4 separate regions of the Mus musculus genome follow, and all the other regions are linked to region 1. A link is a contact called in public promoter capture Hi-C data. All regions are on one chromosome and are shown on one strand. The core of a region is the stretch at or near the end of the contact, and the rest is flanking DNA. Distances in the headings are between cores, read along the strand shown. Region 1 holds the start of 1700012D01Rik (RIKEN cDNA 1700012D01 gene). Region 2 holds the start of Erbb3 (erb-b2 receptor tyrosine kinase 3). Region 3 holds the start of Esyt1 (extended synaptotagmin-like protein 1). Region 4 holds the start of Smarcc2 (SWI/SNF related, matrix associated, actin dependent regulator of chromatin, subfamily c, member 2).

Region 1 (7,026 bases), core at 1,854-4,353:
ACATCAAGCCCCATGCTTCCTTGCCCATACCAGATGCTCTGTCTATCCCAGTTCTTTAAACAGGCAGACTGGGAGTGGGGGGTGTCATTGCTGGTCAGAATTCCCACAAAAGACTATACTTATCACCTTTTATATGTTTCCTATTATTCACCGTGTGTTGTTTATACGGTTGCTTCTTCTACCAATCAGTGAGTTCCTTATAGATGTAGTTTATTTTTGAGATGTTAAGTATTTCCAGGCCAGCCAGGGCTACATAGTGAGATCCAGAAGAGCCAGAACTGCAGAGAGAGACCCTGCCTCAAAAGCAAGCTGGGGGCGTGGGGCCTGAAGCGATGGTGGGTCAGCAGCTAAAGGAGAAGCTGCTTTTTTTGCAGAGGTCTGAATTCAGTTTCCAGCGCACACACAGCAGCTCACAATAATCTGCAACTCTAGTTCCAGACGACCCAACACCTTTTCTGACCTCAGTGAGCACACACACACACACACAGTCACACATAAAAGTTATTTTTAAGCGGTGGGGTAGGCTGAAGAGATGGCCCAGAGGTTAAGAGCACCCATCGCTCCTGCAGAGGACCTAGGTTTAGTTCCTAGCACCCATGCACAGGTTCGTGGGCACCCGCAGTCCTGCACACACACCCAAGAACACATATACATTAAAAAGTGTTATTTAAAAGACATAGAAAACAGCATCACCCATAAAGAGTAGGAGGAATTAATTCTGACAGGGAGGTGGGGGTGGGGGTCCAGAAGGGAACACAGTCTGAGAAAGGTGAGGTCCAGCCAAGCCTTGCTGAGTGAGTCTCTTTTTGACAGCGTGGGGGGTGGGGAGTGAGCAGAGCAATCTGCTAGATGAAATTCTCCACGTGCCTGGGAAGACAGTCCTGGCAGGCAGTATGCTCGCTCCTCGCCCACCCACTTTCTCCCCTCTCTTCAGTCTCCGCCACCCTTTTCCTTAACTACAACTGGAGATACCGTTTCCCTTCCTAGAACAGACGTGGACAATAAAGGGAATCTTAAACTTTGGTTAAATGACATCACTTGGCTGTGTTCTACCTTTGAGGTTAGGGGGGGGCGCAAGGGGGAGAGCAGGAGAGGAAGGTAAATTCGGGCACTGGGAAAAATGGAGCCTGACAGAAAATGAAATTAAAAAAAAAATGTTCCCACTCCCCTTTTGTCAACCCCCAACACACACCTGTCTGTGCGAAAACACACACACACACACACACACACACACACACACACACACACACACACCCTTTGCCAAAGGCTGGAAATTCCTTGTTCTCAACGGAAGAGAGTAGGCGGGTGTGTGGGGGTGGTAGCCGTGGGAGGAAAGCGAAGAACAGACTTCTCAGCTGCTCTGGCTGCGGGCTGCGGGGGCGCTCTGGGCCTCTGCTGGGGCCTGACAAGTCAATGCTGCTTTTTTGTATTTTTTTTCCCCTAATGTATGTATTTTAAAATACACACACAAGGACTCGGATACAATCCACAGACACAGATACACAGTAGATATAAAGAAACAAACACATAAACTCAAAATGCTGTCAATAGTCTTCGATCTGACTAGCTACAATTAACAATTTCCACACAGGCGCTCTACTTAAATCTCATGGCAAGTCTTGAGGAACAAAGCTACAAATGATACTCCGTAGTTTCACTCTCACACTCAGGTTCTCATCGGGACCCATTCTGACCCACAAAGGGACCCGGGCAAGTGTCTCAGCGAAATCTATCTTCTCTCCTTCCCTCCTGGTCCCAAACACGGGAGCCAAGGCCTCAGATTCGGCGTCTCTCCATCGTCTTCTTTCCTGGACCAGGACCAGGCACACAGTAAGTTCCGGCTCCCCGGCTTCACGCCCCAAGCTTCCCCACCCCCTACCGCGGCACTAGCTGCCCTCCCTCTCTCCAGACCCCAGGACTTAGCGCCACCCTAAAGGGACCTGTGGGAGGGAGGGGGGCGCCCGGAGCAAAGGCAGTGTGGGCGAAGGATGTGCGTCACGGGGAGCGTGGGCAGGGGGGAGGGCGGGGGCACGAGGAAACCCGGGGCCAGCGGCTGGCAGCCCAGACTCCAAAATAACCGGACGGGGGAGTGGGGGAGGGGCGCCGCACACATTGAAGGAAAGGCCGTCTAGTCGCGCCCTCCTTAGTAGCAAAGGGTCGGGAGAAGGACCCTGCACCTTCCTACAATCCCTAGTATGTTTGGAAGACAAAAACCTGAGCTATTGAAATCGTTCCTCCTAAAGTACCCATCCCTCTTCGGGAAACCAAGAGATCCCCCTCCTCGTCAGTCTGGAATGAATCTGGAATGTAGAACCCGCCCCGACCCACACCACCCACGCCCTGCTGGGGCAAGCCACTCACAAGTGCTGAGCAGAGGGGCGGAGCCGAGGTTTCAAACTAGAGGGACGTTTCCTCTGGCCAGTCGGCCACGCTTTCCACCCCCACCCTCCCTTTCCCCAAAGGCCTACACAACCCCCGCGTGCCCAATACCCCCCCCCCAACCCTCCTAGCCGTGGGCGTGTAATGGGAACCAGATGGGACTAGAAGAAACCGAGGGGGTTGGGCTCCTTGAAGGCGGTCCTCCACGGTGGACAGTCACGTAGACTACTCTTAGCCTTTTGCTCAGCTTCCACTTCACTGTCCAGAGAGGTTCAATAACTCATGACCTCAGAGAAGGTACCTGCCTTTTCCTGGCTTTGCTATCTAGTCGTCCAAGCAGTAAGGCCTGGCCATCAGAAAAGAGGGTGCCACGAAAACATGGTAAACCCATCCGGGCTCTACCTAGCAACCCCGACGTGCCTAACCAACGCTCAAGTAAATAGTAGATTCTAGTATAACTTACGACCAAGGTTTGAGAGCCGCCTCTTCATATTACAACCTTTAGGCCAGAGAACGGTGTTAAGATACCGAAGGGATTCCTGCGCAGCCCCGCGCTAACAGGTTTACCCTAAGGATACATCCTAGGGGAGCCGAGCAGGAGGAACAGCACACCCCGACCCTTCGCTAACTTTTCCCCCATCACTTCTAACATTCAAACTAACGGCTCGGCGCGGCCAGAGTGCGGCCAACGGGCGTCCGCGTCGTTGTTTGGACGCGTGTGCACGTACGTGCGCGTGTCTTTGTATACTTGTGCGTGGTTGTGAAACTGCGCTCTCGGCTCACAGGAGTAGGAGTGGTGCAGGGAGTAGGAATGTAGCCGGCGGGGCGCTCACGTGGGTACGTGGGCGCAGAGAGGGCCGGCTGTGCATCCGGCGTGGGCGGCAAGGAGCGACCTGCCCCGCCCGTTGGGTCCCCAAGCTCCCCCTTCCACAGCTCGGCCTCGGTCACCTCGGTCCCCAACTCAGCGCCCGATTCCTGAGTCCCCGCTCCGCCTCCACACCTCCCCCCCCCCCCCTTCCCCCAAGTCTCCTCCTCTCAGTCTCCACAGCAGCCTCTCCAAGGCTCAGGCCTGGGCTCCCACCCACCGCCTCCGGTCCCAGCCCCCGGTTCTGCCCACGCCCTCCTCCCGCCAGCCCGGCAGCCAGCGCAGCGCCGGGCCTCGCTCCCTGTGCGTCCTGCGGGGGAGGAGGCGCGGAGAGGCGGCAAGCGCAGCCGGGGAGGTGGGGGCAGAGGCACAGACAGAGGCGCGGAGGCTCCGAGAGAGAAGACGTGGAGGGAGGGACGGAGCCTGGACAGCGGTGGACCCGGGCCGCGCGCGCCAGGCAAAGAGCAGCGCGCAGCAGGCGCCGGGCACCGAGAGGGGAGGCACTGGTGATCTCTGGCCGTCCATGCACAGAGCTCCCTCTCCCACAGCGGAACAGCCACCTGGCAGAGGGGATAACACACGCCGGACCCCGCAACCCAGATTCAAGTTAGTGGGCAAAAGGAGGTGGCAGGGAGTGGAGATGGGTGGAGTTGGACTCCGGAATGGGGTCTAAAGGGTGGAGGTCGAAAAGAGGACGTGGGGAAGCGGGACGGAGGTGGGAGGTGGAGACTGATGGAAAAGGGGGTGAGTATTCGAAATAGGGGATCCTGGAAGCAAACAAAGACCCGATGAACCTGGATACGATAGAGTACTGCCTCGTTTTCCACTCCAGGTTTACTCAGTGGGCATAACCTGGCACATGAGCCCCCTGCAAAGAATGTCCCCCCAGCCAGGGGAAGCTCCAGAGCTTGATCTGTCAACAGTGTGAGGGGTGGCGGCTCTTAGCTGTCTCAGTGTGTCATTAGCAGGCATCCGGGAGAAGGTGGTTCCTTTGAGTTAAGCATCTGCGGGCCTGAAGGGGGTGTGCTTCAGGCCTCCCTTGTCCGTGAAATGACCATTCACAGGGTGAGGAGGGGTGCAGCCCCTTCCTCAAGAGACCTTCAACCTCTCCCGCACTCCCTTGTCGAAGATAAGGGTGGAAAACAAGCGAGAGGAGAGTAGGCGGGAGCCCCCAGGCGGTTTTCGCCCACAGACGCTGCTACTGTGGGAGTGTGTGGGAAGAAGGGCCCCAGAGCAGAACAATCAAGGCTTCCCTCCCCCTTTCCCAGAAGAGAGGGGCCTGCTGAATAGTAGGAAGGATCAATCAAAGGAGAGGGGGTAACTGAAGGGAACTGGGCAGCCTTTGGAAAGTTGGGACAGAGTCTAGGAAGGGTGCTTTAATCCTTGGAAGCGAAGAACAGGAGCAAGGGTCTACCAGGTTCCCTAAATGCCAAGGAAGAGGCCACACCCCTCCCTCTCAGCTACCTGGCCAAGGAGTACAGCTGCCAGCAATAGCTCTTAGTATTCTAAGTTAACTTTAATATGGGATGTTACATTAAGTAATGTTGAGGCTGCTGAGTATTTAGGGGGAAGAGGTAAGGACTTAGTTGGGAGGGAAGTGGGTCCAGCCATTTCAGGGAAGTTATGAAAAGTCTCAGGGCTCAAGATGGTGCTGCCCAGACCAGAAAGATCAAAGTAAAAGACGAGGTAAGCGTTTTTCCTGATAGCTTAGGTCGGGCAACCGGCCTTCTGTGCTCCTGGGGATCGGAGGGCACTGTCCAGGAAAGAGGGCAGTTGTTAGTGTGGGTTGGTACCCCAGCAGGGCACTCATACTCACTGCCTCTCTCCTGCCCTTTCTCCTCAGGGCAAGTGCCCCAGCCATGGCACTGCCTCGGACACTGGGTGAGCTACAGCTGTATCGGGTCCTGCAACGCGCCAACCTCCTCTCTTACTACGAGACCTTCATCCAGCAGGGAGGAGATGATGTACAGCAGCTGTGTGAGGCTGGCGAGGAGGAGTTCCTGGAAATCATGGCACTCGTGGGCATGGCCACCAAACCACTCCATGTCCGACGTCTACAGAAGGCTCTGAGAGAATGGGCCACCAATCCAGGGCTCTTCAGCCAACCAGTGCCTGCTGTGCCCGTCTCCAGCATCCCACTTTTCAAGATCTCTGAGACAGCTGGTACCCGGAAAGGGAGCATGAGCAATGGGCACGGCAGCCCAGGAGAAAAGGCGGGCAGTGCTCGAAGCTTTAGCCCCAAGAGTCCCCTCGAACTTGGAGAGAAGTTGTCGCCACTCCCTGGAGGACCTGGGGCAGGGGATCCCCGGATCTGGCCAGGCCAGAGCACTCCAGAATCTGATGTTGGAGCAGGGGGAGAAGAGGAGGCCGGGTCTCCCCCTTTCTCCCCACCTGCAGGGGGAGGAGTCTCTGAAGGGCCTGGGGTTGGGGGGGTGGCAGCTGGTGGTGCAGGGGGTGGTCCAGACCGCCTGGAACCAGAGATGGTGCGAATGGTGGTGGAGAGTGTGGAGAGGATCTTCCGGAGTTTCCCCAGGGGTGACACTGGAGAGATCGCATCCCTGTTGAAGCTGAATAAGAAGCTGGCGCGGAGCGTGGGGCACATCTTTGAGATGGACGATCATGACGCCCAGAAGGAAGAGGAGATCCGGAAGTACAGCGTCATCTACGGCCGCCTGGACTCCAAAAGGCGGGAGGGCAAACAGCTTAGCTTGCATGAGGTGAGGACCCCGGGTCCTCAAGGCTGCCCTTCACTCCTGGGGCTCAGTTCACTTGCCTCTGAGACTTCTTCCGTCTTCCACCTCTGTATGACTGTCCCCACGACCACCCAAGCTCCTTCCCCACACTCACACATACCCAACCCCTGCTGCTGCTTTACGTTCTTGTCACCCAAAGGGAAGCTGAGATAATAGCAGTGAGCCCCGCACTGCTCACATCCTAGGTGCAGGAGGCCCTGATAGGGACAATATCCCCACCCCTGTCTTTAAGTACAGGCAGTTCCTGGGTATTATTTAAAGCAGACAGTCTTTGGATGGACCTCCCAGTGGTGGTAAAGGGGAAAAAAAACAGTAGGAAAGTCAAGGACTCACATTGGCTGTCCTCTTGCCACAGCTGACCATCAACGAGGCTGCTGCCCAGTTCTGCATGAGGGACAACACTCTTTTACTGCGAAGGGTAGAACTCTTCTCACTGTCCCGACAAGTAGCCCGAGAGAGCACCTATCTTTCTTCCTTGAAGGGATCCAGGTGAGACCCCCTCCCCCCTCTTCCCCAGGGCCATTTGGTTGGAATCCTGCCAAGGACTTGGCTCTCCCCACTTGTGGCTCAGGCGGCTCTAGGCCTGCTTCCCACCCACCTGCATGTCTTCACCTTGCCAACTCAACTTAAACTTGTCTGAAGCTTGCTCTCTGTTCCCAACCCCCCCGCCCCCCATAATGATTGGACTTCCAACTCCTGTCCAACCAGCTTCTTCCTGCAGTTTTAAGTACTGCATGTTTCCTGGCCGGATTGTGCACCCCGTGGGTTGTGGAGTTGTGGGGCCCTTCCTAATTCCACTCATTTTTTTTTCTCCGTTTTTTTTGCAGGCTTCACTCTGAAGAATTGGGAGGCCCACCACTGAAGAAACTGAAACAAGAGGTAGAGTTTGGGGGGCAGGGAACGGCAGCCTGCCCCAACCACTGCCTTGGTGAGTCCTTATTTTCCAAATTTTGGGCATCCACAGGTTGGAGAACAGAGTCACAATGAAATCCAGCAGCCTCCTCCAGGCCCTGAGTCCTATGCACCCCC
Region 2 (7,026 bases), core at 1,797-4,296, 920 kb before region 1:
TCTCGGCCTTGAGCATGCTAGGCAACCCCTTTCCCTCAGCTCGACACCCTTGAACAAGGAAAAACTCTTTGAGAGAACAGGGCCTTGAATTGTAACTGTCTTGGTTAAGATTTCTATTGCTGTGATGAAACACCATGACCAAAAGCAAGTTGGGGAGGAAAGGGTTTATTTGGCTTACACTTCCGAATCCTAGCTTATCACTAAAGGAAGTCAGGACAGAAACTTAGACAGGGCAAAAACGTGGAGACAAGGGCTGATGTAGATGGGCGTGTGGTGTGTGTGTGTGTGTGTGTGTGTGTGTGTGTGTGTCTGTCTGTCTGTCTGTCTGTCTGTCTGTCTGTCAATGCTGCTTACTGGCCTGCCTCCCATGGCTTGCTTCCCATGCCTTGCTCACCCTGCTTCCTTACAGAATCCAGGACTGCAACCCACAGTGTGATGGGCTCTCTCACATCAATCACTAATTAAGAAAATGCCCTCCAGCTGGATATTATGGAGGCATTTTTTTCAGTTGAGGTTCCCTCCTCTCAGATGATGTTAGCTTGTGTCAGGTGGACATAAGACTATCCAGCACATTAAACTGAGATGAATGTGAGAGATTCTTTGATCAGGGGGTATGTATGTGGAAAAGTAGACCCTTAAGTAGTCAGTGTTGGTACTTGCTGGGAGGTGCTCCTCCACTCTTGGGCTGGTTATCAAACCTGAATCTGTGCCTATAGCTAAGCAATGTTTGAATATTGAGTTACGTCATAGCACGGAAAGGAGTTTGAATCTGGCCAAAGCTCCAGTCTTTGTATACTATCTTAAGAAATCCTGGGTCACATTCTGAGCCCATCCCCTTCAGTCACCAGGTAGAGAGACTTGGAGAAAATTCACCTTTCCCTCCCTCCCTTTCTTCTTTTTTTTTTTAAGATTTATTTATTTAATGTATATGAGCACACTGTAGCTGTACAGATGGTTGTGAGTCATCATGTGGTTGCTGGGAATTGAACTCAGGATCGCTGCTCGCTCTTGCCCTGCTCTCTCCGGGACCCACCTTTCCGTTACTGAAGAGATAAGGTGATATCCTTAGCCTACATCCTTTTGTGGGTTTGGGTCTGGGTACCAGAGACGGAAGTTGCAGGCTCAGGAATACTAGGCAAACACCCGCCTTACTTCCAGGCTTCTATTTTGAGACAGTGTTTCCCTAAGTTTTTCAGGATGATAAGTTGTTAAAAGTGCTGATCTCCTGCCTCAGCTTACCTCCATTAATTGCTTTTACTAGTGAAACTGTTACATAGGAGGTCCACAAAGGCCAAGAGTGGATAAACACATCCATACATTAGCAAGTTTTTTGTTTGTTTGTTTGTTTGTTTGTTTGTTTTCGAGACAGGGTTTCTCTGTGTAGCCCTGGCTGTCCTGGAACTCACTTTGTAGACCAGGCTGGCCTCAAACTCAGAAATCTGCCTGCCTCTGCCTCCTGAATGCTGGGATTAAAGGCGTGTGCCACCATGCTCGGCTCATTAGCAAGTTTAAAGAATCATTGCAAGAGGGTGAGGTATGGGGGAACCTGAAAAGATGACTCAGTGTTTAAGAGCACTTGTTCTTCCAAAGAACCAGGGTTAGACCCACATGGCAGCCCACAATAATTTGTAACTCCAGTTACGAGGAATTCAACGACTTCTTCTGGCCTCTACAGATACCTAAATGGGTTTGCAGAGAAAGCCTGTTGACTTGAGTTCCATCTCACAACCCCGGTAAAAGTGGAAAGCGATAATCGACTCCCCCAAAGTTGTCTTCCAGCTTCCATACGCATATCATAGCGCGAACGATCATACACACAGGAATGATAACAAATTTTTTTAAAAATTGTAGCAGGAGAGCCGGATATGGTGGCGCACATCTGTACTTGGGAGGTGGAAGCCAACAGTCTCAGCCATATAATATATTCGAGGCCAGCCTGAGCTATATGAACTATATGAGACCTTGTCTCAAAACCAAAAAATAAACAAAAGAGAAGAAAGGAGTGTAGCTGATAGCCTTAGCCTAGGGGGAGGGGACCATAAATTCTCAGGGCAAAATCTTGGAATGCCAATGTAAGGGATGCGAAATGTAAGGAGTTGGGCACCAGGGGGCGCCAGTCGGACCCGTCCGGGACGAAGCAACCCAGGGTCCCGGGGGTCATGTGCGGTGACTTCCCCGCGCCCCTCTTCGCTGTCGCCTCCGGGGTGAGCGTTGCTGTGCCCTTTGGGGTCCGCGGAGGAGAGGCGGGAACCGCGGCCGTCCGGACGGCGCGGTCGGTCCCTCAGAGACAGCTGTTCTCTCGGGAGGCCGTGGGGGGCAGCAGAGGGGACGGCGACAGGTGCGGGAGCCCCTCCCCGGGCAGAAGTGGGAAGGCGGACTCCGGGGTCTGTTCCCAGGCTGGAAACCGCCCCCGCCCCCCAGGCAAATCCCCCCGAGAGGCCGAGCCGGCGCCGGGTCTGCAGGAGGAAGCGGCCGGAGACAGTGCGATTTCACGCAGCCTCCGGGGCTCGGGTTCCCGAGCTGGGTACATGAGTTACGGGGCTTTGCGTCCCGGGGAAACTGAGGTGGCATGAACGCTAGGCTGAAAAACAACCTCCCACTCGAAAAAATAGAAATACTCACACTCCGAAAGAAAAAAAAAATCCCTCAAGTGATCCAACCGGCTAGGGGAGTTGAGTGATTTGGTTAATGGGCGAGGCCAGCTTTCTGGGGGCTGGGCTTCGGAGCGCTCTCCCTACGCGCATTCACTACCTTTCCCCCGCCTGGGGACGTTTGGAATCTTGATCTCCTCTTAACCATCTCCGGGGGAAATTGCTGGAGTGAGACCCCTCCTTGACCCTCTTGGCCAAGCTGTGGGCTGGCGGGGCACGCTTGGGCGGGTGTCTCGGGCTACAACCATCAGGACTCCAGCCTCGCACGGGAGGGGGCGCGGCCGTGACTCACCCCTTTCCCCCTTCACTCCCTCCCTCCCTCCCTTCCTCCCTCCCTCCCAGACAGACACCCTCCCCTGCCGTCCCGCTCCGGACTCCGACTACGGCTCCGGTTGCAGTTTGCAACCTCCGCTGCCGCCGCGGCCACCTAATCGCTGGCTGTTCAGGTGGCTGTCGCCTGGATGTCCTCCTAATCTTGGGGGCCCCGGGCCAGACTCGGCTGGGCTCCCTTCACCCTCCACTGTAATCATGAGTGCGATTGGGACTCTGCAGGTGCTGGGTTTCCTTCTCAGCCTGGCCCGGGGTTCCGAGATGGGCAACTCTCAGGCAGGTAAGCCGCGCGGGAGCCCCAGCAGGCTGGAAGCTGGGGGCGCAATCTGAGCGCTCGCAGACCCTGGGCAAGGAGTTTGGGTTCTGACGCTTTGAACTGGGGGGTGCGGTACAGGGTCTGCTCGGACCACCAAGGAGGGGACCGTGTGCCTCAGTTCTTGGAGTGGGCTGGTCAGGGACTGCATTCCTGTATGCCTACCCTTATTCCCAGGGCGTCGCCGACCCTCTAATTGGTTTTATTCTGATCTGGTTGGTGCCGAACAGTAGTTCACACTTGAGAGTCTTGGGAGGAGGGTGGGCAGGGACCCTTCTGTAAACGTAAGGAGCCTTGGCTTGAAAGGGTCTCCGTTTGCTCTCAGGTTCCCTGGCCCCCACCCCATTCCAGGTTTCAACAACCCCCAGTTTCGTTGTTTTGCCGACAGGGCGGGGCTATGCAAGGGTTTGAAGTTGTTGTTTTCTAATGTTGGAAAAACAAGAATGGCACCTCCTCTTCCGTGAGTGGGGCTGTCCTGAGAAGGCTGAGATTAACCTGAGGGCCAAGTCCAGGTGACATCAGTGAGAGGTCTCACAGAGGCTGACTGCCTGCTTTCCCATAAGATAAACCGGTCCCCAACTTAACCAACTTCTCTTTATCAAGACCCAGGTTAATTCAGTGAACATGTTGGGCATCTATTACATACTATACTATTTCCAGGTTATATACCCTAAGCTGGAGCTCTGGAAGAAAGGACAATCAGACCTCTTTCTCTCTCCAATCTAAGGCCACCTCTCCCACCTTCTGAACATTCTACTCTGTGAACTGGCTCCTAGACCCAACTTCTGCCCTTCCCCCATTCAATGCCATCTGAGCCTGTTCCGTGTCTCTGGGACTATGGACACTTGAAGAGCACTAGAATTGGTATCATTAGAGTCCTGTTGATCTTTCCCCTTTCCCAGATCCCCAGATCTCAGTTTGGGGTTGGCACATTCATTGCCCCTTCCCCAGAGTGGGAGTGGGAGAAACCACCTGTGCTTCCCCCACAGTTGCTGGGCCTAAATTTAGCCCCTGGGATCTTGAGATGTGAACACTCCCAGCTGGTGGAGGGGGTGGTCTGGAGACTGAAGTGGGAGGGGCCAGGGGAGTGACTGGATCACTGTCCCATCTGACTGTGCCCCCACCAACCAGGAACCCAAGAGTCCAAGATTCCCACCACCCTCCTCAAGAGGCAGGGAGCAGGCATGTTTAGTTCTCTATCCTTTATCTCCATCCTGAGCCTCTGGGCATCCGGCCCTGTCTCAAGCCTTGTATAGCCCCTTTGTCCCCTTGTGTGTGTGGCTGGGGCTTCTGAGGGCTGGAGGTTCTTGGTCTGCGCAGTCAATGCTCTCCACAGAGAAAGGTTCTGACTTTGAGCCTTTGCTCCTCTGTGAGTGTGGTCCACCCCACACCCACCCGCAGTTCTCGCTGCTTCCTGTGCGCCCCAAGTTGCCTGGTTCCTCCTGGGTAGTTGTTTATACTCCCGTCCTACCCAGGCCCTTTGCCCCTGTTTGTGAAATGTGGACTTTACCCTAAGGGTGGCAGGTAACCGAGACAGACCTGTAGGGCCTTGCAAAGCACAAGACACAAAGTGTGCAAGGCATTGTGGGCAGGTGGGATGGACTGGACACTTGTAAAACTTCCCAACTCGGGGCCCCAGGGGCAAACAATATATATTTCTGCACCAGAGTAACTGTGTACGTGTTTGTGTGCCAGCATGCACGCACAGGTACACATCATTTCCCTATGCAGATATCTTAGCTCCTCCCCTATCTGAGGAGAAGGGTTGGCACCTTAACTTGGAAGAGGGGTGTCCTGCCAGGAAGGGGACAGGGGTGGGGCACTTCCAGAAATGACTAACCTTCCCAGGCGTTTATTTCACCCCAAGGACCCTGGAGCTCCCAGATTTCTCTAGGAGAGTCTAGCTTGTTTATGCCTCCTTGCTGGAACTGGCCCACTCCTTCCATCATATGAAGAAAGGATAAGGAAGAGGATCTAGAAGAAGGGGTCAGACCAGACATAGATCTAACAGGAGAAGCTGAGGCCTCTGACTCGCTCTCTGCCTCCTGCCCCGCCTCAGGGAAGGGTGGTTAGAACAGGTGGTTGGTGGTGTACCCCTTACCCCCACCCTCCCCACGTGCTCTTACTGCGCCAGAGGAAAGATACTTAGAGCTCCAGGGAGGAAAGTGAAAGCCCAAGAACTGAAATGTACTGTACTGGCCTCTCTTTTGGGCTCTCTCCCCTGGAGTGTCTATTGGGGAGCACTGCCATGTTAGCAGTCTCTTTAAAGAATCCTTCTGGCAGTGAAATTGGGAAGAAGGCTTGGGAGTGGAGGCTCTGTTCTGCTTCTCTCCAGACCTCTCTGTTTGGTGAAAAGCACTTCGGGACTGCACAGGGATGCCTGCTGCCGGGGGAGCTGGAGCATGCTGGCTTAGGGGAAGGGAGTGAGAAGGGAAACCAGAGTTTAGGAGAGGGGAGGCCACCAGTTCCTTATCATCCAGCTTTAAAGACAAAGCTCCCATTGACCCCACCTCCCCACCCCACTACCAGGGTTTCTCCCTCCAGTGAGGTCACTTTTCTGAGGCCAAAGCTCCAGGGTGAGAGGGGGGTGCTGCTAAGGATGGGGTGTCTGAGGCAGGGTGGGGCAGCCCCCTCCTCCTGGATAGAATTGCTTCATTGTGGGCTGAACTGTGGCCCCAGGCACTGCCCCCACCCTCTGCCCCCATCCCACCCTCTGTAGACACAATAGGGGCTGTGTGCTAGCCCCAAAGAGATGTTTATTCCAGGGCCTAGAGAGAGGCAGGATGGGGGCAGAGAAGTAAGTGCCTCCGTTGAGGAGGAGAGGGTAAATGTTCCCTGCCTAAAGAGTGTCCTTTCCAGGGAGAGGGAAAGTCCAGCATGTCTTCCCTCTGTATTAACCCCTCAGTGCCAAATCAGTGCCCAAAGGAGGCACAGTGGACACTCCAGCGTGGAAAAGTTCACATTTCACCTTTCCAAACTGTGAGAAGCAAGGAGGCTCTTGGAGGCTGCGTGGGCAGGTTTAACTGTGGGCAACCGAGAGGCACTCATGGAAGGGACATCTAGCTTACCTATCTGTCTCGCCTCCACTTTCACAGTATGTCCTGGGACTCTAAACGGGCTGAGTGTGACCGGCGATGCTGACAACCAGTACCAGACACTGTACAAACTCTATGAGAAGTGTGAGGTGGTCATGGGTAACCTGGAGATTGTGCTTACGGGACACAATGCTGATCTTTCCTTCCTGCAAGTGAGTGTCCCCGCTTGGTCCCTCCTACACTTTCCATAGAGAAGGCTTTTCCTTTCTGGGGACCATCTTTTGCTGCAGTTGGCATTCCTAAGACTTAGTAGTTCTTAAGGCTCAAACCTAGGGAAACAGTGACTGTAATGGGGGTGGGGGTGGGGATGGGTGTCCTGGTCCTGTAACCAGGGTTATGTGAAAGCCGGCCACCAGAAAGGGACAGGGCAGGTGTCAATCAATAAGCTACCAGAGGACCCAGAGTCACCTGGAGAGGTGAGGAAGAGACTCCTCACCCTTCCATCCATTATGACTCTGAGAAGAAATAGGAAATGTAGATCTGTCCTCATTTCTGTGGCTTGTTTTTGCTCACCCAAGTGGCACAGTATTATGACAGCATGCTCCCTACAAATCAGGAAAGGAATTCAGAGCTGGGGTTATAGCTCAGTGGTCAGGTGCTTGCAGAACATACATGAGGTCCTAGAATCAGTGTGCAG
Region 3 (7,026 bases), core at 1,885-4,384, 860 kb before region 1:
TCAACATTACAAGTGCTGAGGCAGGAGGAAGTTGAAGATCAGCCTTAGCTCATTTGAGTTTGAGACCAGTCTGGGATATGAAAGCCTTTCTTAAAAAAAAAAAAAAAGCCCAGAGAGGAGCATATACTACTCTTCCAGAGGCCCAGAATTTAGTTCACAACACCAAATATTATTGTAGATCACAACTCCAGCTCCAGAGGCATCTGATATTAGCCTCCTTAGGCACCTGCACACCTATACACATATCCACACACAGACATCCACAACTCTTTTATAGGGTTATCAGAAGATCAGCTGGTCAAAGTATTTTCTGTGCAAAGCCTGAGGACCTGAGTTCAGGTCACTTTAGAGCCTAAGGTGGAGGAACCAAGTCCTGAAGGTTGTCCTCTGAGCTACACACACACACACACACACACACACACACACACACACTCCATGTAAAAAAAAAACAACTCCAGAAAGTTATTCTCTGACCTACACTCATACCCACATAAAATATTAACTTAAAAATTTAAAAAGGCCAAGTTTGATGGTTTATACATTTATTTTATTTTTTTGATTGTTTATACATTTATTTTAATGTAAGCACTTTGGAGGCAGAGGTAGTTGGATTTCCTTAAGTACAGAGCCAGACTGGTCTACATAGTGAAATCATCTTTTAAAGTTGCATGTATTGGGCTGGAGAGATGACTCGGCGGTTAAGAGCACTGACTGCTGCTCTTCCAGAGATCCTGAGTTCAATTCCCAACAATCACATGGTGGCTCACAACCATCTGTAATGGGATCTGATGCATTCTTTTGGTGTGTGTCTGAAGACAACTACAGTGTACTCGTATGAATAATAATAAATAATATTTTTAAAAGCTGTGTGTATCACAGGGAACATGGGTGGATCAGAGGACAACCTGACAACTCTCAGGAGTTGGCTTTCCACTTCCACCATGTATGTCTGGGGCATTGAACTTAGGTCTTCAGGCTTGGTGGCAAGTGCCTTCACCCACTGAGCCATTTCTATAGCTCTCCACTTAATCTTCTATTATAATTTTTTTGTAAGATAGATTTATTTATTTGTTTGTTTGTTTAATGTATGTGAGTACACTGTCACTGTCTTCAGACATAGAAGAAGAGGGCATCGGATCCCATTACAGGTGGTTGTGAGCCACCATGTGGTTGCTGGAAATTGAACTCAGGACCTTCGGAAGAGCAGTCAGTGCTCTTAACCACTGAAGCATCTCTCCAGCCCCACTTAATCTTTTGAGAGAGAGAGAGAGAGAGAGAGAGAGAGACAGAGAGACAGAGAGACAGAGAGAGACAGAGAGAGAGACAGAGAGAGAGAAAGAGAGAGAGTGTGTGTCTTGCTAGCAGTGAGCTACCATATCTGGATTTTACAGACGGGATGGCAGAGATCTAAACTCAGGTCACTAAGCTTGTGGAGCAAAGGCCTTTTGCTTGTGGTTGCTGGGGAATGAATTTAGGTCGTCATGCTTGGGCTATATAAACAGAGCTGTCTTCCTAGCCTGTTCCTTCCTCCTCCCCTCCTTTCTGTATCCCCCAACCCCTGCCTCCTTTTGTTTTGTTTTATTTTGTTTCTGCTATTTATCTCAGGCTGCCTTAGCCTCCAAAATGCTGGGATTACAGCTATGTACCATCCCGTCTGTCAGAATTCTTCATTTTAGTGTCCTAGATGTTCCCAAGGGTGCTGGCTAGTTTTATATCAACTTGACATAGTCTAGGGTCGTCTGAGAGGAAGGAACGTTGATTGAGACGAAGCCTCCATAAGATCTGTAGGCAAACCTCTATGTAGAACATTTCCTTAATTGATAGGGAAGGGCCCAGCCCATGGTTGGCGGGGGCCATCCCTGGGCTGCTGGTCCTAGGTTCTATAAGAAAGCCGGGGGCTGGTGAGATGGCTCAGTGGGTAAGAGCACCCGACTGCTCTTCCGAAGGTCCGGAGTTCAAATCCCAGCAACCACATGGTGGCTCACAACCATCCGTAACAAGATCTGACTCCCTCTTCTGGGGTGTCTGAAGACAGCTACAGTGTACTTACATATAATAAATAAATCTTAAAGAAAGAAAGAAAGAAAGAAAGAAAGAAAGAAAGCCGGTTTAGCAAGCCAGTGAGCAGCACCCCGTCCCCCGCCCCCCATGGCCTCTGCATCAGCTCTTGCCTCCAGGTTCCAGCCCGGTTTCAGTTCCTGCCTGGACTCCCTTCAATGATGGACTATGATATGGAAGTGTAAGTCAAACAGACCTTTTCCTCCCCGACCTGATTTTGGTCAGCATCAGGAAACTATTGCAAAATGTAATAATTACTGCTGCCGTTGAACACCGCCCCTCCCTGACTATAATCTTAATCGGCCCTCTATGATAGAGATGACTAACTCTGGATTCTAAAAAGAAACAAAATCTCACTTATCTACCGATCTCCTCCCCTCACCCCACTTCTTCAAGACTGGAGTATTAGAACTCTAATGTTCATCACGCCCCAGCTGTCGCTGACTTGTTCCTTTTCACGGACAAGATAGGGGGACTGAGGACAGCACAGACAGGGCCGCTAGACAGGGTCGGTCATCCTAGACTTTCGTTCTAAATCGGTCTAATTTCCCTAACGTTTCGCAAGGGCAGCCAGTAAAAACTCAAAGAATATTCTTAGAGGCAAAAACGAACGTTCTCTGAGTATCAAACGCTGGGAAAGTTGACAAAGAATATTTAAGATTCAGACCAAACCCTGCCAAACCATTTGAACGTGTGGAGAGATACACCCTCAACTCTAGCTCACTCTGAACTCAGTAATTAGAGTAGCGGCTCTGCATGACGTAACTCCACAGGCGCTCCAATCCCACGTGGGAGGAGCAGCTGCTCCCGCCTCTTAAGTGGGACGCTACGCCCCGTTCTCTCCGTGACCAGTCAAATACTGTCTTTTGGTTTCTTTCCCCCCCTTTTCCCGCCATCCAACCCTCCCATCTTGACCCTCTGGTCCAATCACGGAGGCCCTGCCATCCCAAGTCCTCTCTAGCTTCCCAAGTCTACGCGGCGCTGCCCCAACAGGCAGGGGCGGGGCGGGGCTTGAGGTCCCGGGGGGAGCACCATATATTACTGGGGGGGAGCTGGACCAGACACTGAGCTGCCTGCAGCTGCTCGGGCGGGCACTCCCAGAAGCTGCCCCATGGAGCACTCCCCTGAAGAGGGCGCCAGCCCCGAGCCGTCAGGGCAGCCCCCTGCCACGGACTCCACGCGGGACGGGGGCTCCGGGGTCCCACCTGCCGGCCCAGGTGCGGCGAGCGAGGCCCTGGCGGTGCTGACTTCCTTCGGGCGCCGCTTGTTGGTGCTGGTGCCGGTGTACCTGGCAGGGGCAGCGGGTCTTAGCGTAGGTTTCGTGCTTTTCGGCCTCGCCCTGTACTTGGGCTGGCGCCGGGTCCGCGATGGGAAAGAACGGAGCCTGAGGGCAGCGAGGCAGCTGCTGGATGACGAGGAGCGGATCACCGCAGAGACGCTTTATATGAGCCACCGGGAACTACCTGCCTGGGTGAGTTACCACTTCAGCCCTTGGTGCAGTATAGCTCTTCCTAGCCCCTCAACTTGGGGCTCTCCCACCCTACAAAGTCAGCTCCCCCACCTAGGACAGCGGGCCCCCAGACTTTGCATCGTCCCGTTAGCGCTTGTGTGCTGGGACGCACCACTCCTGGACGCGGCCACCCACTCTCCCCGCCCACCCTTGCCGCAGAGCGGATCCTTCCACGGAATCGGGACTTCTTCCTCCGTCTCCTCGGACTACAGCAGTACATCTGAGCTGCCGCTCCCAGCCAAGCGTGTAGAATGCTCGCTCCTCCTGACTTCTGGTGCCACTCGCGCCTTTGCCGCGCTGCCTCTGGGGATCCCTCCACCCCCCACCCCGCGATGGCTCAGAGGTTCCCCCGCCTTTGCTAGCGCTTTCAAGGCTTTTTATCTACTTCAGGGCATTAGGGTTTTCCGTTTCCTGCCTTGTCTCTAGGTACCCGCTGAGACCCAGCCCTGCAAGCATTGTTCCGCTGAGTCCCAGCACCTGGAAATGACCTATCGCGGTCGCCTTCCAGCCTCAAGCCAGCCGGGCTGCTGGGCTAAGGGAGGAGGAGGTTCTGGGAAGAGGGTAGTGCGGCAGCTGTAGTTCCCGCTGCTCCTTTTTACTCGTACCCAGGGCGGCCCCACCCTTTTCCGGACTGTGAGCAGCCTTCGCTCGCTCGTTTGCTCAGCCGACCCAGGCCCTCATTACTATACCCTGTCTCCTGGGCTGAAAAGATGCCTCCCTCTGACCTTGCTAAGCTGAGCGGGTTACCAACCCCTTTGGGGTACCCTCCCTACTCTTCTCACTTAGAGGTGACAGGTAGAGAGAGGCAGACACCAGTCACACTTGCCATTCCCTGGAGAGAAAAGAAGAAGAAACGGTTTCATGTGCCCTAAGTAGCAACTGTTATTGCTACTCTTTATCCTTGGAATTAACCCAACACCTCCCTACCTCCGTGTACAGCACAGGTGTCCTTTCCCACTCAGGAAGAAAGAGAAAGGAGCTAGGGAGGAAAGGAATGAGGGAGAGAGTGCGGAGGCTTGCGCAGGCACTAGCGCACCAGCGCACCAGGCCTAAGACTTCCTGCCAGTCTCTAGGTTATCAGGGTTTGGTTTCTTCTTCACCTTCTTATACTGGAGCCCACGCCCGGTCCCAGGGGAGCAGGGAAGGCTGGACAAAGGAACTAGGACTTCTTCATCCCAGGATTCCCCGGAGTTCTGATTTGACAGGATCTCCTCCTGAAAGAATGTACCCTTCTCTTCAAGACTCCTCCCCCTCCCCCTCCTTGGCCCCAGAAGCTGCCATTTCGCATCTCTGAGCTAGCTGAAGCATCTCTATGTGGCCCCACATCCTACCCACTCCCCTTATTAAAGAAGCCTCAGTGTCCCCAAGTTCTAAGGAAAGAATTCTCCCACCCCCGGGATTGTATGCTTGGATCTGTGTTGAAACTTTTTTCTTACTGGGCGTGGTGACACGCCTTTAATCCTAGCACTTGGGAGGCAGAAGCAGGTGGATTTTTGTGAACTGGAGGACATCTTGGTCTTTATAGTGAGTTCCTGGTCAGCCAGGGCTACATATTGAAACCCTATCTACAAACAAACAGAAAAACAACTTTTTTCCCCCTTTGTTTAACTCATAGTCTCATATAGCCCAGACTGGTTTTGAACTCCCTGCCCTCTTGCATTTACCTTCCAAGTGTTGGCAATATATGTTCGTGTCCCCGTAGCCAGCTAAAACTGTCTCTTAATAAACTCAAACTTTCTTTAAAAAAAAAAGGGGGGGGGGTGTAGAGAGATGGCTCAGTGGTTAAAAGCAATGACTACTCTTCCAGAGGACCTGGGTTCAATTCCTAGCACCCACATGGCAACTCACATTGCCTGTAACTCTAGAATCAAGGGATCTGACACCTTCATACAGACATACATGTAGGCAAGACACCAATGCATATAAGTCATTAAAACAAAAAAAGCGTGCATGTGGGGGAGAGGTAGAAAGATGGATCGCTGGTTAAGGGCACTCACTGACTCTACTCTTCCGGAGGTCCTGGGTTCAGCACCCTCATGGCAGCTCACACTGCGAGATCCAAGGGATCTGATACTTTCACACAGACATACATGCAAGCAAAACACCGATGTACATAAAATAAGTCGTCAGAACAACAACAACAACAACAAAATGTGGTGGGGGAGAGGGAGGGAAGAAACCTTGCCACCCAAGCCCTGGGTGTGAGGAGTCCCTGCCAGATGGACATGCTGCATCCCATGAGCCTCTTAGGAAGTGTGGATGTCAAGTGTGCTCATCACTGCCTCTGCCTTCTGTCTCTTCTCCGCCAGGTCAGCTTCCCAGATGTGGAAAAGGCCGAATGGCTGAACAAGGTGAGGACTGCCTCAGCTTTGATTTTTTTTTTCCCTGGGTGGGGTTTATTCCTCTTTCGATGCCTTTCCACACCTCCGTTTCAGCTAGAGCATGGTCCCCTGAGCTGCCCATGGGGTGAGCCGAAAGGACCGTATCTCCATGTTCAGCTCTGGACACTGAGCCCAGGGCAGCCTCAACTGATCTTCCCACTGTAGCATCGGGCCTCAGAAAGCAGCTGTAGGCTGTCATGCCCAGATAGAACTTGCCTTTAGACCTGTGGCTCTCGGCTTCATGATTCTGGGACCCTTTAATATAGTTCCTCATGTTGTGGTGACCCCAGCCATAAAATTATTTTCACTGCTATTTCATAACTGTAAATTTTCTATTGTAATGTAAATATCTGTTTTCCGGTGGTCTTAGATGACCCCTGTTAATGGGCCGTTTGACCCCCCTGAGGGTCACCACCCACAGGTTGAGAACCACTGCTTTGGAGGACCCTGGGCCTCTCCTCTGACAGTGTTCTTTCCTTTCCTCCCAGATCGTGGCTCAGGTGTGGCCCTTCCTAGGCCAGTATATGGAGAAGCTTCTGGCGGAGACAGTGGCCCCAGCTGTCCGGGGAGCTAACCCTCATCTGCAGACATTCACATTCACACGTGTGGAGCTGGGTGAAAAGGTACTTGTGGGAGGAAGTGGATAGGGGGTGGTGGGACACCCCAAGGGCTGAGTACACTTTTCCCCTCCTACCTCTCCTGAGCTCACCTCTCTCTTTAGCCATTACGAATCATTGGCGTCAAAGTTCACCCTAGTCAGAGGAAAGATCAGATTCTGTTGGACTTGAATGTCAGGTAACTTCCCGCTGCCCTGCTCCCCTGCCAGGGTCCTGGTCACCCCTGAGTACTCAGCTCCCCCTACTCTCCCCAGGCCTATAGTGCTCACTCCTTTATTCTCTTCCTTATGACCTCCCAGCTATGTAGGTGATGTACAGATTGACGTGGAGGTGAAGAAATATTTCTGCAAAGCTGGAGTCAAGGGCATGCAGGTGGGGCTGACATCAGGGCCCTTTTACAGGGTCTTTGTTCTAAGTGTCATGGACTCTGGGGAGGAGGGGGCCTCAGATTAACTGAGGC
Region 4 (7,026 bases), core at 1,578-4,077, 790 kb before region 1:
TGTAGGCCAGGCTGGCCTCGAACTCAGAAATCTGCCTGCCTCTGCCTCCCGAGTGCTGGGATTAAAGGCATGCACCACCACACCCGGTTTAGGATTTATTTCTTCTGCATGTGTGAGTGCTTTTCCTGCATGCCCATGATGCTCAGAAGGCATCAGATGCCCTGGAACGGAAGCTAGGGATGTTTGTAAGCTGCTATGTGGGTACTAGGAATTGAACCTAGGTCCTCTGTGAGTGCTCTTAGCCACTGAGCTATCTCTTCAGCCCCCAAGAACAACCATGAAAGAGAGAGAGAAACACTGCAGGACTAAACCTGACATTCTCAGATTACTACGGGTTGTGAAGTTTTTCTAAAATAACAGGAATGATCAACTGGGGGCTAGGTCAAGCTGTAATGCTCTGACTATTGATGGACAAGGAAAAAAAAAAAACTCCCCAAAATTTGAAATTTGAAAAAGATGAGTTTTGCTTTTCTTTTTCGACATGGTACTACACACACACTGTCTTTGAATTGCTATATAGATCAGTCTGGTCTCCAACTTTTGATTCGCCAGTCTCAATCTCCCTAATTCTGGATTACAGGCACGTAGAAAAAAAATTTTTTTAAAGAGCAAAACAAACGAAAAACCTCTTCCCAGTTCGGAGGATTTGTCCCCCTCCCCTTGAACTCACCGGCAGTTTAGTAAGCGGTGCGTTGCTGACATGTTTGCCAAAAACCTCTTCCTGAAACTGGAGCAACTGCACCACCAGGCTGGACAGAGACTTGTTGGTTGGCGGTTCTGCTTGTATGTACTTGGGAAGGAGGGAAGGGAAGAAAAACAGATTCCAGATAAATTCTCTACCACCACCCACGTCTCTCCGTGAGTTCCTGGAAGCACCTGGAACAGACAGAATTGCGCCTTCCCCTCCACAGGTCTAGTTTATATATAGAGGGCTTCAGGAGGGACTGGACCCTATTGCCACCAGCCCAGGTGACCGGGACTGAGGACTGGCAGCGAGTGACGCTTTATACTCTTCCTTGGCTGTACCCTGACGTTGGAATGGCAGGACACCGCTATCTCGGCACCTCACCTCCAACCAACTGTAAAAATTCTGAAGGTTGATGGAGCTCAAGGGAAACAAAAACCCCTTTGAGTCTCTAAGTGATACAACAATGTATTTCTTGGGGGAAACATGATAAAGACTAGGCTTCCGTCCATAATGGTGTGTTAAGAGAGCAAGGGAGTGAGGCAGGACATGCTCACTTAAAAACTAAAGCCTGCACATTTTGCTTCTACTGAAGCCAGGCATGGTTGGCATTGTAGGGTCTCCTCTCTAGCAAGGATCTCAGACCACCCACCCAGCTTGATAAATAAGTAGTAAGACAACCGCCGGGAATCCGTGAACTCAAACACTTCCGTACCATACCTACCTTGCTACCTGGGATCCTACCTTTCTGTTCTGTTCACTGAGCCAGGAAGCTACTTTCTCTTTACCTTTTGACCCTTATTTCCTCTACCCTAATTAGAGTCAGCACCTCTCGGTGGGAGGTATAAAGAGATCCGTGAAGGGAGAAGTAAATGACAAAGAGTTAAGCACTTGAAAGCTGAAGCAGGTCACAGCTGTCAAAGCCTTCGGGGCTTCACACCAAGACCCTAGACCGATCTCCCTTTAAAAGGTCAAAGGCAGAAAACTGGGAACCAGAGCCTCACGCTGAGGGTGCACACAAGTCACAGACCCAACAGCTGTTTGTCAAGAGTCTGACACCCAACAGAGAGACCCCAAATGGTTTCAGGGCTAAACTCAAACCAGAATTAGTGGAGCTTTCTGAAGCTGTCCACTGTACTCTGACAGGCTGGCTGCAAGGCTGGAGTAGCAAGAGTTGGGGGCTGTAAAACAAAGCAAGGGAAAAGAACCCTTAGCCGGGGTTGGTGAGGAAGCAGCCCATATCGAAGACAAAAAAGAAAAACGAAAAAAAGCCCAGACACCATGAAGACACAAGAATAAAAATTGGTTAAAAAAAAAAAAAAAGATAGATAGGGCTTCTTGAACCCTTTTGTTCCCCATCCTTATTTCCAGTTACAGGGTGGGGGTGGGGACTAGCGATATGAAGCTTATCCGAGCCTCTGGACCTCAAACCCAAAGCAATGCCAGGCTGGCTGGCTTGCAGAGGACTTCATTATGAAAGGAGGGTTGGAGGGGCTGCTGCCCTAGACTGCCATGTCCTGTCCCCTGAGAGGTTTGCAGCCCTTTAGAAGGAGACTAGGGTAACCCTGGGAGACAGGTGATTTCCCCAGGTAGAGACGCTTTTCAACGGCCTGCTCCGCGCCCGTCTACCCTCCTGCTCTGCCATCTGTCTCAGGACGTACACAAAGCACCACCGGGGAGGCCTGGGCCGCTCTGGCGTCTGGCTCGGCGCGGGGCTCCGGCGGGGGCCCCGCGGCTCGCACACCGGAGGGGAGGAGGCGCGCGGCGGCACCGGTCAGCCTGGAGGGCGAGGGCTGCCGGGCCCGGGCCGCCGCCCGGAGCCGCCGCCGCCCCCGCCAACGCCGCTGCGCTGCACCGGGGCAGAGGGCACGGTGGGGGAGGGGTGGGGGAGGGGCGCGGGCGGGCGGGCGGGAGGCGCGGGGAGGCCTCGGGGAGGGGCGCGGCGGCCGCCGCAGGGTGGGCCGGCCCCGGGAGCGGCGGCCAGGGGCCCTTTGTCCCCGCGCGGCGCTGCCCGCGTACCTTCTTGTAGTTCTTGCCGAGCCAGAGCCGCACGTTGTCGAACTGGGTCACGGTGTCCGCGGCCTCGTAGTACTTCACGTTGGGGCCGCCGTCCTTCTTCCGCACCGCCATCTTCTCGGGCTCGGGCCCCGCCGCCGCCCGCCCCGCTCAGCTCAGCTCCCGCCTCCTCCTCCGCCCGCCTCCCGCCGCCTCCCGCCGCCACGACCGCCGCCTCCCGCCGCCTGGGCCCCGGCCGGCGGAGCGCCCCCTGCCGGCGGCCCTGCGTAGCGGTGGCGGGCGAGCCCGAGCGCGCTCGGCGGACACCCCGGCAGCAGCGGCGGTGGGAGGCGGGCGAGCCCGAGCGCGCTCGGCGGACTTCCCCGCAGCGGCAGCCCGGCTGCTTCCCCGGGTCTCGCAGGACGCGGCTGTAGGACAGCGGAGCCCTCCCCGACTTGGTCTCGCAGCGGCAGTGGGGCTTACTGTTCCACTCCACGGGGAAGCCGGGAGCCCCGGGTCTGCAGCTCCGCCCCGTAACCCCGAGTGGCCCCCGGCACGTACGTTCCCGTGGAACTCTTTCGCTCCAATAAGTTCCTTCCAACCATTCCTGTTTCAACCCACGAGTGTCCCTGACGCTCCTCGTCCCGGTGCACCCAGCACCCCTGGTGCTACCCGGGGGGGTCAGGTGAGGGGTCTCCTCCCTCTGATCTTCGGGTCTCGCCAGTCGCCTCCGCTTTAGGAGTCGGCTGGCGAGCCCCGATTCTTCGACCCAGGTTCAAGCATTGTGGCGCGAAGGTGCGAGGGAGGGAGCGGCTCTGGGTACGAGCCTCGGGCCGCGACCCTGCACCGGTCCGCTCGCACCCAGTCACCCGTGCGGACCCTTTCTGTAAGCGCGCGGCCAACCATAGTTTTGGGAGTCACGGTGGCCGAGTGGTTAAGGCGTTGGACTCGAAATCCAATGGGGTTTCCCCGCACAGGTTCGAATCCTGTTCGTGACGGCAGTTTTTCGTATTTTTTTTCCCCCCTCCTATTAACCAGTAGTTGAGTGGTTGAAAGTGAAAAGGCAGCACTACTCCTTTAGGTTAGACCAGGGTGACATACAAACCAAATTGGGCATCGCTGTATTCGCTGTTAGGATACCAGGCACTTTGAGATATTTTTGAGAATTCTGTAACATTTCATAACAATGAAGAGTAGTCGTTTTGTTTGGGAAAGCTAGTCAAACCTAAGATTTCTAAACAGGGCATCTTTGGAGTTTGTGACCAAAAGTGGAGCCTTGAAGTCTGGTGACTGGAGACACAGAAACAAGCGTTTCTCATTTGGATTTTTCTTTTTAATTTAGACAGGGACTCATGTGCACAGGCTGCCCTTGAACTTGCCTTGCAGCCAAGAATGACTTTAAATTTCTGATCCTCCTGCCTCTACCTCTCAAGTACTAGGAGTTACAGGTGTGCCTGAGCATGCCAGGATCCTTTGCGGCTCGGAACTGAATCCAGGGGTTCAATTTGTTCGATAGGTAAGCATTCTGTTTCGCTACATTCCCTAGCCCTCATTTGAGTTTTCCTGAGATAACCTCAGGTATCACGGGACTAGGAGGAGGCCTACGTTGAGGATTTGTTGGGCACCAGAGGCTGGTTAAAATCTGTGTATATTAACCAAGCAAGGGAATTCCTTTCTCAGGCTCTAACCCTCTCATGTTACCCAGTTCTTTTTATATTTCATTTCTTGCATAGCAAAACCTTCTCCAGGAAAGGATCTCTGAGAATTCATGGAGCTCCTGGTTTTGGTTTTTGGTTTGTTTTTGGGTTTTGTTTTTTGTTTTGGTTGGTTGGTTTTTTGTTTTGTTTTGTTTTTTGAGACAGGGTTTCTCTGTATAGCTCTGGCCGTCCTGGAACTCACTTTGGAGACCAGGCTGGCCTCGAACTCAGAAATCCGCCGGCCTCTGCCTCCCAAGTGCTGGGATTAAAGGCATGCACCACCACCACCCGGCTCTGGTTTTGGTTTTGGTTTTGGTTTATTTTTACCTTATTTCCCACCTTCATATGACTGCTTATGGCTTCTTGAGAGTCCTTCCTACCCTCTGTGCAGCCACCATCACTAAGGAATCCTCTGCATTCCCCAAGCTATTCCTCTTTAAGGTGCTTGATCACTGTCACGCCAGCTGGAACCTGTCACCCTTCCATGACCATTCAGTGAGTTTCCTGCAAGGAGTCCTCTTGTTTGTCTGCTGTCTTAGTTAGGGTTTCACTGCTGTGAACATCCACTGTGACCAAGGCAACTCTTCTATGGACGACATTTCATTGGGGCTGGCTTACAGGTTCAGAGGTTCAGTCCATTATCATCAAGGTGGGAACATGGCAGCATCTGGGCAGGCATGGTGCAGAAGGAGCTGAGAGTTCTACATCTTCATCTGAGGACTGCTAGCAGAATACTGGCTTCCAAGCAGCTAGGATGAGGGTCTTAAAGCCCACACCCACAGTGACATACTTCCTCCAACAGGGCCACACCTTCTAATCCTGCCACTTCCTGGGCAGAGTATACACAAACCATCACATCTCCTTTCTGAGACAGTTTCACTGTAGCCCAGGGTGGCCTGCTCAGCTCGTGGCAATCCCTCTGCCTCTGTCCCCAAGTGCTGAGATTATATGGATGGGCCACCACACCCACTTTGCAAGGAATCTCTTCCTCCATTAAAAAAAAAAAAGTTCTATCTATTCTGCCTTCTAAATATGTTTTAAAACATACCATGATTTAAAAGGGATGAGTGTGTAGTGGACCTACCACTTGTCAGAGAGAGCCTTTTTGTTTTGGTTTGGTTTTTTTGTTTTTGTTTTTGAGACAGGGTTTCTCTGTATAGCCCTCACTGTCCTGGAACTCACTTTGGAGACCAGGCTGGCCTCAAACTCAGAAATCCCCTGCCTCCCGAGTGCTCGTATTAAAGGTGTGCACCACCACGCCCAGGCAGAGAGAGCCTTTATCTGAAAAGCTGCAGTAGGCTGGGTCAGGTGGTACCTGTCTTTAATGCCACACTCAGGAGATGGAGGCAGGTGAATCTCTGGGATTTCAATACCAGCCTCTCTACTTAAAGTGTTTTCAAACGGCCAGGGCTACCTGTGAGGATTACATGAATTCATATATGTTTGGATGTACTGAGGCAGCCATACAACCACAAACCCTAAGCCCTACAAAGGCTGTGTATGTGGACCACCTGAGTCTTCTCTCAGCCAGTTTTCACAACATTCCATCTTGTGGTTATCTGACCTTATCTGGGCTGTTCCTCCGAGGCTGACAGAGCCTCTCTCATCCTTACCTCCTCTGCTCCCTGTAAACGTTGCACAGTCTCCTCTGGCTGGATGCAATGTCCCATGTCTACAACCCCAGGTCTTGGGAAGCCGCAGCAGGAGCATTGCTATTAGTTCAAGTTAAGGCTGAGCTTAACAGCGACAGCTTCTCTGAGAAAGGATTGGAGATGCAGTTCAGCTGCTGGAGTGCTCCTGTATATGAAACCTTGGGTTCAGTCCCTAGAACTGGGTCTGATGGGTGCACGCACACCTTTAATCCCAGCAGTTGGGAGCAGGACGATCAGAAATTCAAAATCTTGTGCTGCTACTGCTACATAGTGAGTTTAAGCTATCCTGTGCTACATGAAACCCTGTCAAAAAAAAAAAAAAACCTGATCACTTGTTGCCCTAATCTTACGGGAAGTCATTGTTCACACAGACAAGCCACTCAAATCTTTTACCTTGCTATGTGAATGCTCACACACATGGGGTTGTGTGTGTGTACGTGCGAGTGTTTTGGCATCTTTTCAAGGCTTTAAACTCAGTTGTGATCAAAGATGTATTACAGTAACAGAATCCCTTTTTTTTTTTTTTTTTTTTTTTTTTTGGTTTCCAATTAAACTATCTGAAGAACCACGAATCAACCAGCAGAGGGCAGTCAACAACCATGTTGTGAAGGAAAGAAGGGAGCCCTTCCATCCCCCAACACACACACACACACACACACACACACACACACACACACACGTTTACAAAATGGAGGCTACAGACGGTGGGGACACTGACAAGCCTGAAGATCATCCCTTCCACTCTTAGATGCTCACCCAGAATGTTTACGTGTGAAACACCAGGGGTTCCAAACTTCCCATCCAATAGATAACTCTGCAGCTGGCACATCCTTGTGATCCCAGGAAGGACAAGGCTGAGGCAGGAGGACCATGAGTTAGAGGTCAACTTGGGCTATATATCTAGTTCGAAGCCAGTCTGGGCTGTCATGAGACCCTGTCTCAAAATCAATTTTAAAAGAATTATATTTGGCCTTGCTCACCCTCCCTGATCCTGCTT

What was found. Promoter capture Hi-C pulls out the DNA fragments that hold promoters and counts their contacts. Capture Hi-C pulls out chosen DNA fragments and counts their contacts.
Region 2: a contact with region 1 is called in a promoter capture Hi-C map of pre-B cells, with 5 times the contacts expected there. The contact joins the promoter of Erbb3 here to the promoter of 1700012D01Rik in region 1. A contact is called at or near these places in 2 of 39 promoter capture datasets (liver and pre-B cells), 3 of 484 Hi-C or Micro-C datasets (all in embryonic stem cells) and 1 of 115 datasets of contacts at active chromatin or transcription factors (embryonic stem cells).
Region 3: a contact with region 1 is called in a promoter capture Hi-C map of adipose tissue, with 2.6 times the contacts expected there. The contact joins the promoter of Esyt1 here to the promoter of 1700012D01Rik in region 1. A contact is called at or near these places in 4 of 39 promoter capture datasets (hippocampal neurons, liver, pre-B cells and 1 more), 2 of 115 datasets of contacts at active chromatin or transcription factors (embryonic stem cells and pancreatic cancer cells) and 2 of 9 other capture datasets (adipose tissue and liver).
Region 4: a contact with region 1 is called in a promoter capture Hi-C map of the SN4741 cell line, with 4 times the contacts expected there. The contact joins the promoter of Smarcc2 here to the promoter of 1700012D01Rik in region 1. A contact is called at or near these places in 7 of 39 promoter capture datasets (the 3T3-L1 cell line, the C10 cell line, the SN4741 cell line and 2 more), 4 of 115 datasets of contacts at active chromatin or transcription factors (bone marrow-derived macrophages, cardiomyocytes, embryonic forebrain and 1 more) and 2 of 9 other capture datasets (adipose tissue and liver).

Annotation. Positions count from the first base shown.
Region 1 is chr10:127,663,200-127,670,225 of GRCm38.p6, reverse strand. It overlaps 1700012D01Rik (RIKEN cDNA 1700012D01 gene), which reads right to left and starts at 3,103. Exons shown (of 2, transcript NR_045171.1): 1 at 2,843-3,103; 2 at 1,375-1,808. Nab2 (Ngfi-A binding protein 2) reads left to right here and starts at 3,523. Exons shown (of 7, transcript NM_008668.2): 1 at 3,523-3,850; 2 at 5,088-5,961; 3 at 6,353-6,486; 4 at 6,825-6,876; 5 at 6,962-7,026. The coding sequence starts at 3,768.
Region 2 is chr10:128,585,655-128,592,680 of GRCm38.p6, reverse strand. Erbb3 (erb-b2 receptor tyrosine kinase 3) reads left to right here and starts at 3,046. Exons shown (of 28, transcript NM_010153.2): 1 at 3,046-3,261; 2 at 6,390-6,541. The coding sequence starts at 3,180.
Region 3 is chr10:128,521,967-128,528,992 of GRCm38.p6, reverse strand. It overlaps Esyt1 (extended synaptotagmin-like protein 1), which reads left to right and starts at 3,134. Exons shown (of 31, transcript NM_011843.2): 1 at 3,134-3,529; 2 at 5,878-5,919; 3 at 6,438-6,572; 4 at 6,671-6,744; 5 at 6,866-6,938. The coding sequence starts at 3,170.
Region 4 is chr10:128,455,116-128,462,141 of GRCm38.p6, reverse strand. Smarcc2 (SWI/SNF related, matrix associated, actin dependent regulator of chromatin, subfamily c, member 2) reads right to left here and starts at 2,827. Exons shown (of 29, transcript NM_001372395.1): 1 at 2,705-2,827; 2 at 671-790. The coding sequence starts at 2,815. n-TScga2 (a tRNA gene) reads left to right here and starts at 3,597; the gene lies at 3,597-3,678. It overlaps Mir8105 (microRNA 8105), which reads right to left and starts at 3,462; the gene lies at 3,374-3,462.